2 separate regions of the Hordeum vulgare genome follow, and region 2 is linked to region 1. Evidence: chromatin contacts called from public Hi-C data. All regions are on one chromosome and are shown on one strand. The core of a region is the stretch at or near the end of the contact, and the rest is flanking DNA. Distances in the headings are between cores, read along the strand shown.

Region 1 (5,377 bases), core at 1,857-4,356:
GAACAGCAGTAGTGACAGCAGTAGCAAGTAGCAACAGTAGCAAGCGACAGTAATAGCAACAGTAGTAGTAGCAGCAGCAAAGCAAAACAAGTAACAACAGTAGCAACAGTAGTAGCAGCAGCAGCAGAGCAAGACAGGTAACAGCGGTAGGACAAACTCGTAGGCAATGGGTTGGTGATTTGTTTGGATGATATTCATCATGCAACAACTATAACACAGAGAGATATGTGGCTAGCTCCCGTTCGTCAATGTGATGTAGGCATGCATTCCGTGTGTCGTCATACGTGCTTAGGGAAAAAAACTTGCATGACATCTATTGTCCATCCCTCCCGTGGCAGCGGTGTCCAAAAGGAAACTATGGGATATTAAGGTTCTCCTTTTAATAAAGAATCAGGCCAACGCATTAGCACTTGGTGAACACATGAACTCCTCAAACTATGGTCATCACCGGGAGTGGTTCCAGTTATTGTCACTCCGGGGTTGCCGGATCATAACACATAGTAGGTAACTACAACTTGCAAGATCGGATCTAAAATACACATATATTGGTGACAACATAATAATTTCAGATCTGAAATCATGGCACTCGGGCCCTAGTGACAAGCATTAAGCATGGCAAAGTACTAGCAACATCAATCTCAGAACATAGTGGATACTAGGGATCAATCCCCATCAAAACTAACTCGATTACATGATAGATCTCATCCTACTCGTCACCACCTAGCGAGCCTACGAACAGATTACTCACGAACGACGAAGAGCTTCATGGAATTGGAGAGGGAAGAAGGTTGATGATGACGATGGCGACGATTTCCCCTCTTCGGAGCCCAAGATGGACTCCAGATCTGCCCTCTAGATGAAGAACAGGTGGTGGCGGCGCCTCCATATCGAAAACGCGACGAAAACTTCTCATTTTATTTTTTCTGGGATGAAAGGGATCTTATAGAGCTGGAATTGGGGGCGGTAGAGCCGTGTGGGCCCCACAAGCCTGCCCACCGCCACCAGGGTGGTGGTGGCGGAGCCAGGTCTTGTGGCCCACTGGCCCACCCCTTGAGGTGGAACTTGGCGTAGATATTTTTCTTATTTTCAAAATTGCTCCCCGTAAAATTTCTGGACGTTTGGAGAACTTTGATTTCTGCACAAAAATAACACCAAGGCAATTCTGCTGAAAACAACGTCAGTCCAGGTTAGTTCCATTCAAATCATGCAAATTAGAGTCCAAAACAAGGGCAAAAGAGTTTGAAAAAGTAGATACGATGGAGACGTATCAATGAACCACAGAGATCCAATGGTCTCCAACTTGTGGCTTGCGATCTTTCTTTATTTCTCTCCATGCTTCAATTTAGAGTCTTTTTGATTTGCGGTTACTCGAGTATGGAGCATCGAACTCAGCCCTCAGCGGGCTTTTAATTTTCATATGATCTTCTGGATGCATCAACAGAGGCACTACATCATTTGGCAGTTGCTGGTGAAGAACATAATAATAACCTAGTTAGCAATGTAATCAACATCATTTATGTAATAGTAGAGCGTACTTAATTAGGAAACTCTTACCAAGATATTTCGGAAATGTCACCCACCCTCAACCTATGCACTAGTGGCATGTAAAATGTATAATTTTGGTCAATTTCCAAATTATACGGGAAGTTATCCCTACAAACCAGGACACCAACAAGAAAGTAGAGAAGAACATCCTTCTCCTCCCAAGTTAGATGTGATCTATACGTGTAGTGTGTCGTGTCAATTAATTTCCATAATTCACTCGAAGAAACGAAATAAGCAGTAAATTATAATTTAACAAATTTAGTATATGGATGAACACCAAGTATTTCTAAATATGGAATGCAAATTACTTGACAAATATGGTTGAGGAACTCACATGGAGGTAAAACAGGAAACATATCGACAACCACCCGAATGTCGATGTTGCCTCGCATATTATCTTCGGGACAAAGATCGAAGGTTATTTGCGTACCATCCTGAAATCCATATGCACTGCAAAGATCTTCCCAATTTGGACATCCTATTTTGGTGTTAAAAATTAAATTAATTACTTTGATCACAAATGTGTGACCATGTATAGTCCTCAGGTTAACTCTCCCCGTCTCCATACTCTCGTGGTCTTCGAAACCGAGCCTCTCCAACACATATCTTCTTGCATGGCAAGGGAAGAACTAGTCGAATTGTATAAAACAAAAATTACACGTTGAAGCAAAGAAACAAAAGTCATGCATGTTTAATTACGAAAAAACCTTGTCATCGTTGCGTACCATATAAACTTTGAAGGCCTCGTCAAGCTTCATGCTGAAGAACCTGTCGTCTCGTAGGTAAGCGTGTCGCACATACCCCGATAGTCGCCGTAATATTCACACTCCTAATATTCATCGTCATATATTTCATGTTTTAATGTGGTAATTTAACTTATAATCCGTTGAACATGTTTGTAAATGCGTAAACAACAACCGTGACACATATACCCTAATGTTACTTTCTGTGGCGGTAGGGGTCGGGTCAATGCAGACAACGTCATTTGACCCTGATGATCCGACGATGCCATCTGCGTTGATCCGACCTCTACCGATACAACGAGTGACGGTAAGGCTATGTACAATAATGTTATCTTAGAAGTGACCCATAGGATAAATGATGACGTGAAGGAAAGAGAACTCACAAGAAAAAGTTTGTCTTCTCATATAAGAGAAGACAATGGATGATCTTTTAACACAATATGTGTGACCATGTTTTTAGAAATAACTAGTTATTGAAGATAAAACTAAAAGATCATTCATTGTAAGTCTTTTTTGTCATCTCTAAATAAATGCAAGATTTAAAATAAAAATATCTTATCAATTATTGTACATGCTCTAAGATGTACTCCGTATATGCTTATCACCATATCACCACGGGGGGTGACGATAGAGAAAAAATGGTCAGATCCATTTTTATTTCTGCAAATAAGGTCGGATCGGGCTAAAGTTAGTAAAAATGGTAAAAAAAAACGTGAATTTGGCCCAAAGGCACAGGACCCTTGCTTCCACGAGCGCGTGCGTACAGCCGTCAAAGCCTGTCGGTCTCTCCTCTCGGGCTCGCCCCCGTCAAACAGAAACAGGCGTGCGCTCCTCACCTAATCCCAAATCCCGAACAAATCCGGCTCCTCTGAAATCCCCGGTTCTCCATCCGTCCATCCCTCTCCCCTTTCCTCCCCCTCGTCTAAACCCTAGATCCTCCGCCCAACTGCTAAAACCCTAGCAGACGAAGGTACCGCTCCTCCCCGCCCCCTCCCGCGCTCGCCTCCTGGGCTGTACGGATCGAGCCAGCTCGCTTCTCGAACCCTAGTGGACTAATCTGTTATTGCTGTTGTTTTGCTGCGCGCGATTAGAGTTGCTGTGTCGGGGGCAAGGATGGCCGAGCCCTCCAGGGTGATCCACATCCGGAACGTCGGGCATGAGATCTCCGAGGCGAGTGAATCCCGGCCCCTTTTTTTCTGTAGAGCTGTTCGGCGGAATTTCTCGCCCGGATTGTTCCGTTGTCCGGTTCAAAGCCTGATCTTTTCGGCCTTCTCGTTGTGTATGCAGACTGACCTGCTCCAGGTGGTGCAGCCGTTTGGCGCGGTCGCCAAGGTCGTCATGCTGCGTGCCAAGAATCAGGTGACCTCTCGGCCTCGTCCGTTCTCACGAGTTTCAGTTGTTAGGTGGATGCGCGTTTGCAGTTTTGTATGATTGTAATGTGGCGTTTGTGCCACTGCCACTGCAGGCCCTTGTCCAGATGGAGGACCTTTCTTCCTCAATTAGCGCCATCCAGTACTACACTACTATTCAACCTAGCGTGAGGTAATCTTCTTCTTGGACCTGACGTGGTTGCATCGTAGGGATTTCCTACCTCTTGGTGGTTCAGTGTCAGCCGTTTTCTTTCTGTAGAGCTACTTTTTGAATTATTATGTTCTCTGTGTTGTGATTATCCACAATGGCAGAGAGTTGCGTCATTTGTGATTTGGATTGTGAGAGGTTAAAGTTGCATTGTCTTGCTTAATGTTGTTATATACTTCCATTAATTTTTTACAAATCTAATAGTGAAGTTGATTTCCATGCCATTATGTGACGTTTACCATGCTCCTTCCATATCAGGGGAAGAAATGTGTACTTGCAGTATTCTTCTCATCAAGAATTGAATACTGATCAGAGCTCTCATGGACGGAATCCTGATCAGGTACATAATTATCCAGATGCAATTTGGGTTCCACACTATTAGCATGATTTGTTTTCTATAGGTTATCGGCAGTTTTGTGTATTTATGTATTCTATGATCTCTGCATGTAAACATATTGCCGTGTTTTCATTCCTTCTGTTTAGAGCGTGGGTTGCTCTTTTTCTAATGTAACATAGTGGGATCTTTCCATGAATTAGGTGCTAGGTTGCTCAAATCTATTTTTATTGTTCGGGCCTTCCATAGTGTGCTGCTAAAAAATATATTTTCTCGTGCCAGCAACCATGTATACTATTATAGATTAATTAATACATTAAAACTAAAGTAAAATACTAAGTCATTAAACATAAAATTTATTAACTTTTCATACTGTTGTTTTTTCACCTGCCTTTTCATCATTTGCTGTAGCTTACTAATTTAGTTTACATGATCTCTCTACTCTCTTCTATTCCAACTAGATACCTATTCTTCTCTATTCATTCTTCTCTCTCTCTCCTCTATTCTTTCTCGGTACTCGTCTGCTGCTGGGCCTCAGGATGAACCCAACCGAATTCTCTTAGTTACCGTTCATCATATGCTCTATCCTATGACCGTCGAAGTGCTTCATCAAGTGTTTTCTCCTTATGGATTTGTGGAGAAGATTGTCACATTTCAAAAGACAGCTGGTCAGATTCTTCCCGTCTCTAATTCTCAGTTCTCACTCTCGTATTGCATGCATGCTTATTTTCTTCATAGATAGATATCACGCAATCGATGTGTTTTTCATGTTGCTTTCAACTGCATTTTTTTTAAATAGCCATTTCCTAGTATAGTAGCACATATCCCTTTCCACTAGAAATATCGATAAGTTACCACATGTTGAATAAAAGGACTCGTGTTTGCTATTACAGTACTCATTTTTTGGTTATGTAGGCTTTCAAACCCTTATACAGTTCCAGTCACGGCAGAGTGCAATACAAGCAGCTGGTGCTTTGCATGTAAGTCTCCTGTTGCATATACAACTTTCAGAATTTGATGTCCGTATGCCTTTGCTATGAATATGAATCTCTTGACATCCACCAAACTAAATAATTTCAGGGACGAAACATTTATGATGGTTGCTGCCAGCTAGATATTCAGTACTCAAAGTATGTCCTCAAGCAGTTCCCTTGTTTTTTTTTTTGGTAACATTTTA
Region 2 (5,377 bases), core at 1,485-3,984, 210 kb before region 1:
TTGCCCACCCCCAGATGCTAGGTCACCTAACCCACTAACCTATTCGCCAACACACACAAACCGCACCCCTTGAGAAATTGCCTAAGCCGGCTGAAACAAACTCGTCCACCATCGGATGCTAGGTAGTCTAACTCGTCGGCCTATTCGTCTACATACACCCACACCCCTTGAGAAATTGTCTAAGCCGTCCGAAACAAACTCAGCCCACCACCCGGTGTTAGGTTGCCTAACCCGTCGAACTACTCGCCTACACACACACCCACACCCCTTGAGAAATAGCCTAAGCCGGCTAAAACGAACTCGCCCACCCCCGTTGCTAGGTCACCTAACCTTGCTGACGTACTCGCCTACAGACACCCACACCCCTTGAGAAATAGCCTAAGCCAATCGAAACGAACTCGCCCACCACCCGACTGCTAGGTCGCCTAACCCGCCGACCTACTCGCCTACACACACCCACACCCCTTGAGAAATAGCCTAAGTCGGCTAAAACGAACTCGCCCACCCCCGTTGCTAGGTCACCTAACCTGTCGACCTACTCGCCTACACACACACCCACACCCCTTGAGAAATAGCCTAAGCCGGTCAAAACGAACTCGCCCTCCACTCCGTGCTCGGCGCCTAACCCGCCGACCTGTTCGCCTACACACACACCCACAGCCCTTGAGAAATAGCCTAAGCAGGCTAAAACGAACTCGCACACCCCCCCCCCCCTTGCTAGGTCACCTAACCCGCCGACCTACTCGCCTACACCCACACCCACACCCCTTAAAAAATACTAAGCCGGCCAAAACGAACTCGCCCACCATCGGGTGCTACGTCGCCTAATCCGTCGGCCTACTCGCCTACACACACCCCCACACACCCCTTGAGAAATCGCCTAAGCCAACCGAAACGAACTCGCCCGCCACCATGTGCTCGGTAGCCTAACCCATCGACATATTCGCCTACACACACCCCACACTCCTTGAAAAATGGCCTAAGCAGGCCAAAAGCAAACTCACCCACCATCGGGTGCTAGGTCGCCTAACCCGTCGACCTACTCGCCCACACACACCCCACACATCCCTTGAGAAATCGCCTAAGCTGACCGAAACGAACTCGCCCGCCACTCGGTGCTTGGTCGCCTAACCCGTTGATCTATTCGCCTACACACACCCCAAAACCCTTGAAAAATCGCCTAAGCATGCCAAAAGCAAACTTGCCCACCATAGGGTGCTAGGTCGCCTAACCCGTCGACCTACTCGCCCACACAAACGGCCACACCCTTTGAGAAATCGCCCAAGCCGGCCGAAACGAACTCGCCCGCCACTCGGTTCTAGGTCGCCTAACCCGCCGACCTACTCGCCCACACACACCCACACACCCCTTGAGAAATCGCCTAAGCCGGCCGAAACGAACTTGCCCGCCACTCGGTGCTCGGTCGCCTAACCCGTCGACTTATTCTCCTACACACACCCCACACCCCTTGAAAAATCGCCTAAGCAGGCCAAAAGCAAACTCGCCCACCATAGGGTGCTAGGTCGCCTAACCCGTTGACTTACTCGCCCACACAAACGCCCACACCCTTTGAGAAATCGCCCAAGCTGTCCGAAACGAACTCGTCTGCCACTCGGTGCTAGGTCGCCTAACCCGCCGACCTACTCACCTACACACACACACACACACACTTTGAAAAATCGCCTAAGTTGGCCGAAACGAACTCGCCCACCATCAGGTGCTAGGTCGCCTAACCCGTAGGCCTACTCGCATACACACACACCCCCACACACCCCTTGAGAAATCACCTAAGCCAGCCGAAACGAACTCGCCCGCCACCCGATGCTCGGAAACCTAACCCTCCGACCTATTCGCCTACACACACCCCACCCCCTTGAAAAATCGCCTAAGCAAGCCAAAAGCAAACTCGCCCATCACCGGTGCTAGGTCGCCTAACGCGTCGACCTACTTGCCCACACACACACCAACACCCTTGAGAGATCGCCCAAGCCGGCCGAAACAAACTCGCCCGCCACTCGGTGCTAGGTCGCCTAACCGTCCGACCTACTTACCTACACACACACGCGCACGCGCACACACACACACCTTGAAAAACCGCCTAGGCTGAAACGAACTTGCCCATCAGCGGGTGCTAGGTCGCCTAACCCGTCGGCCTACTCGCCTACACACAGACCCACACGCCTTGAGAAATTGTCTAAGACGATCGAAATGAACTTGCCCACCACCTGATACTAGGTCGCCTAACCCGTCGACCTACTTGCCTACACACACCTTGAAAAATCGCTTGACCCGCTGACCAGGTTCAACATTCAGATCCAAAATTAAAGCCTCTGACCAGGTTCAACATTCAGGTCCAAAATTAAAGTTGCAAGCACATGGGGTGTACAGTAGAGTTTTTTTTTGCAAACTACACAAGAGATCTTGCTTGTTTTCTTGTACAAAAATAGAATGGAGGAACCTTACCTGGTCTGGCGTCGCTGGCAAATTGTTTTGTAAACGTTTCTTCTTATACCAGATATGTTGCCGGATCATACACAAATCTAACGGAGTTTTCTGTTTTTTTGCTTTTCTTCATTTGATGTTTTGCCTGGATTCCTACTATTATTGGTGGACACGAAGCTCCCCTCCCCAATCTAGGCCATGGCCTCCAACGGTGGCTGGGGAGAAAAGTGGGGAGGAGAGGGGAGAGAGTTACAGGGGGATTAAGAGGGAGAAATTGGGTTTCGGTTGGAAGGTTACGGTGGGACATGGTCACGTGCGCGTGGGGGTGGAGGGGACTGCCGCGGGGGTGGAGGGGACTGCACGTGGCCTGCCTAATATGGACGGCCGCTACATCTTGTCGTACAGCGCGCGCGCGTTACGTAGTAGCGCCCTTTGCACTTTTGCAGGCTGATATGTTTATGGAAAGACAGTGGACAATAGAGTAGACAGTAAGTTATTTGAGTTCAACCACATGTCTAGGTAGCATACATGCATGAATGAACAAACAAATACATCATCGTGGACAGATAGTCGCAGATAAAGAGTAGAACTAAGTGAAGTAGAACATGCCTAAGTAACATACGTGCTTGTTAGCATTCTGGATGATAGGCTTTTGATCTTCACGTCTTGTCGTTACTTTCTTCATCAGAAGAGAGAACGACTGTTTCGTCCAAGGTGGTTGCCACACATGTACTTTTTCTTAAATTCTTTCTTTACTGGATGCTCTATTTCCTCAAGCCCTAGGAGCAGGCATTCTTCGTCGCAGCGGGTGATGCTGAATTGGCATAACATCCAAAACATAAAAAACCATGGAACAAACACTATGGTTATTAAATGTTTCATCGTCATGAGTATACGATAAATATTTTAGGACTTCAACAAATGCTCAACTACTGCTCCATTATACGTGTCACCGAAGAGATCTTATTTAGGGGAGCAAAGCTTACATGAATGAAACAAATCTGCCATAAAATAAAACAAAAGCATGTCTGCTCCTACCTTATAGGATACCAATAACCTAGAAACTCTATGAATCACTCATTAAGTATATGGTGTACAGGGAAAAAGGACAATGCATGAAACTCTTAGTATGATATAGATCACCTTCAGAGTTTTGACCACTAAGCAGGAAAAAAAGAGCACGCCATACATGACCTAGCCTCTACTCGGCTTGGTGTCCTCACTCTGTCTCTTCGGCAAATCTTCGGCAAATCTGTGTCAAATTGTTTGAGTGTCTTTACAAACTTGAGCTATTATCTGAGTTGATCTTACCGATGGCCTGAAAGGGAATTTGAATTTGTACAAAATTGACAACAACATGAACTTTAAATCTGAAATATTATTAGATGCATGTCTGAAACACAACCAAGGAGAAATATATTTCCCCATGAATAACTCATATATCTATGAAAAGTAGACATATTGAATATGCATGTTAGATAACCAAGAGAGGAAAGATAGCGTCCAACAAATTTCAGCAGAATACATTTGCAATGGATATTTAGCGTAAAAACTGATCTGGCACAAAATATAAACATTGAACATCTAATTTATCAGGTCGATTAGTTTTTAAGTTCTCACCTCATTGTCCACTGCAAAATGTGCCATGTAAAAAGTAAATTCCAATGCTGCAAAAAATATGAGATCAGCCTTTTCTTGCTAGTAAGAAACAAAAAATAATCAAATTGATCAAGATTGTACCAAATCAATAAATTTCATTGAAACCACACAAGGAAACACATATGCGCAAAACCGTATTTATCTAGAATACTGAAATCTGCTATGGTTAATTGAGATTAATGATTGTGAAATTCATCTGAAAAATAATACAACACTATAATGGACAGCATATCAAAACATGATTTGGGAGTATATCAAAAGATACATATATACCTTTTGCATAACCAAAAAATTTTCTAGGAAAAAAAACATGAACGATAAATTAGAAAATTCACTGTACCTTTTTTTTAAGGAAAGGGGTTTCCCCCTGCCCCATCTTTATTAAAATGAAGCAAACACAAGTCTTCTACAGCCAACAATTCACTGTACCTAAGAAAAGTAATGATTGGGAACTTGATTTCCCCACACCGGCATTAACAAAAACAACTAATCAGAAAAGAAAAGACATGGAAGTATAATTTTTTTGTACAGACACACTTCACAAAGGTGAACTCAAAACAAAGTAGCAAGTCAGCTCTAGGATCTTCTAATTTGTTGGTCATGATTTACACACCTCACAAGACCAAAGAAACTGAAACTGAATCCTCCTGTTGGTTTTGAAAAATGCAGTTCTCTGAAATGATTTATTATGTTGCATCACTGTACTACTCTGACCGTAAAGAAGTTGTTCTCTGAAACTCACAGGACAATCTTAGGGAAATTGTTCAGATGACAGTAGCGGCAGTACTTTACTGGGAGGAGTATTGCTACAACGGCAGAGTGAAACAAATCTTCAGTTTTTGCAATGTACATAGTTCTTTTAAGCTGACATGGTGTCCCAAGCACAATGATTTTTGATGGCTCTCTGAGTAGCACAACACAACACCGTCTAAACCCTTGGTGCTGTTATGCTAGAGTATACAAAAATTCTTCTGATATTTTATTTGAACTTGTATCTTGTGGATCCCGAAAAGACGGGTTCAAATTTACAAATATGCTCCTGTTGAAAAGTTTCTGTACCAGCCTCTGATTCTTCACTATCGCAAGTTGCACATGTAGTCAGTTTGGTACACACGCCCTATCTAACACTGTTTAAAGATTATGCGTTGATGCACTTGCTAGCTCAACGATATTGACGGATACAACGTAAACTCTAGCAGACCGCAGTTCAGGTTATGCTGCAATTTAGTCGAGCATAGGGCAGGATCAAGTTTATCATCATCCATCAAAAACTGTA

What was found. Hi-C and Micro-C count contacts between places; a contact is called where the count stands out from the background.
Region 2: a Hi-C map of seedling shows a contact between it and region 1, with 6 times the contacts expected there. The contact joins the enhancer-like site here to the promoter of LOC123444795 in region 1. A contact is called at or near these places in 2 of 6 Hi-C or Micro-C datasets (leaf and seedling) and 1 of 1 datasets of contacts at active chromatin or transcription factors (embryo).

Annotation. Positions count from the first base shown.
Region 1 is chr3H:537,119,027-537,124,403 of MorexV3_pseudomolecules_assembly, reverse strand. It overlaps LOC123444795 (polypyrimidine tract-binding protein homolog 3-like), which reads left to right and starts at 3,106. Exons shown (of 15, transcript XM_045121643.1): 1 at 3,106-3,258; 2 at 3,380-3,458; 3 at 3,576-3,647; 4 at 3,754-3,830; 5 at 4,125-4,206; 6 at 4,739-4,868; 7 at 5,116-5,180; 8 at 5,281-5,330. The coding sequence starts at 3,402.
Region 2 is chr3H:537,325,853-537,331,229 of MorexV3_pseudomolecules_assembly, reverse strand. No RefSeq gene overlaps it. Among protein-coding and RNA genes, the nearest start is that of LOC123440473, 55 kb to the left of the region's middle. Within about 2 kb of position 2,734, at least 2 of the 3 cell types and tissues checked have open chromatin away from gene starts, as enhancers often do. A contact at or near this core is called in leaf and seedling, where this site is marked.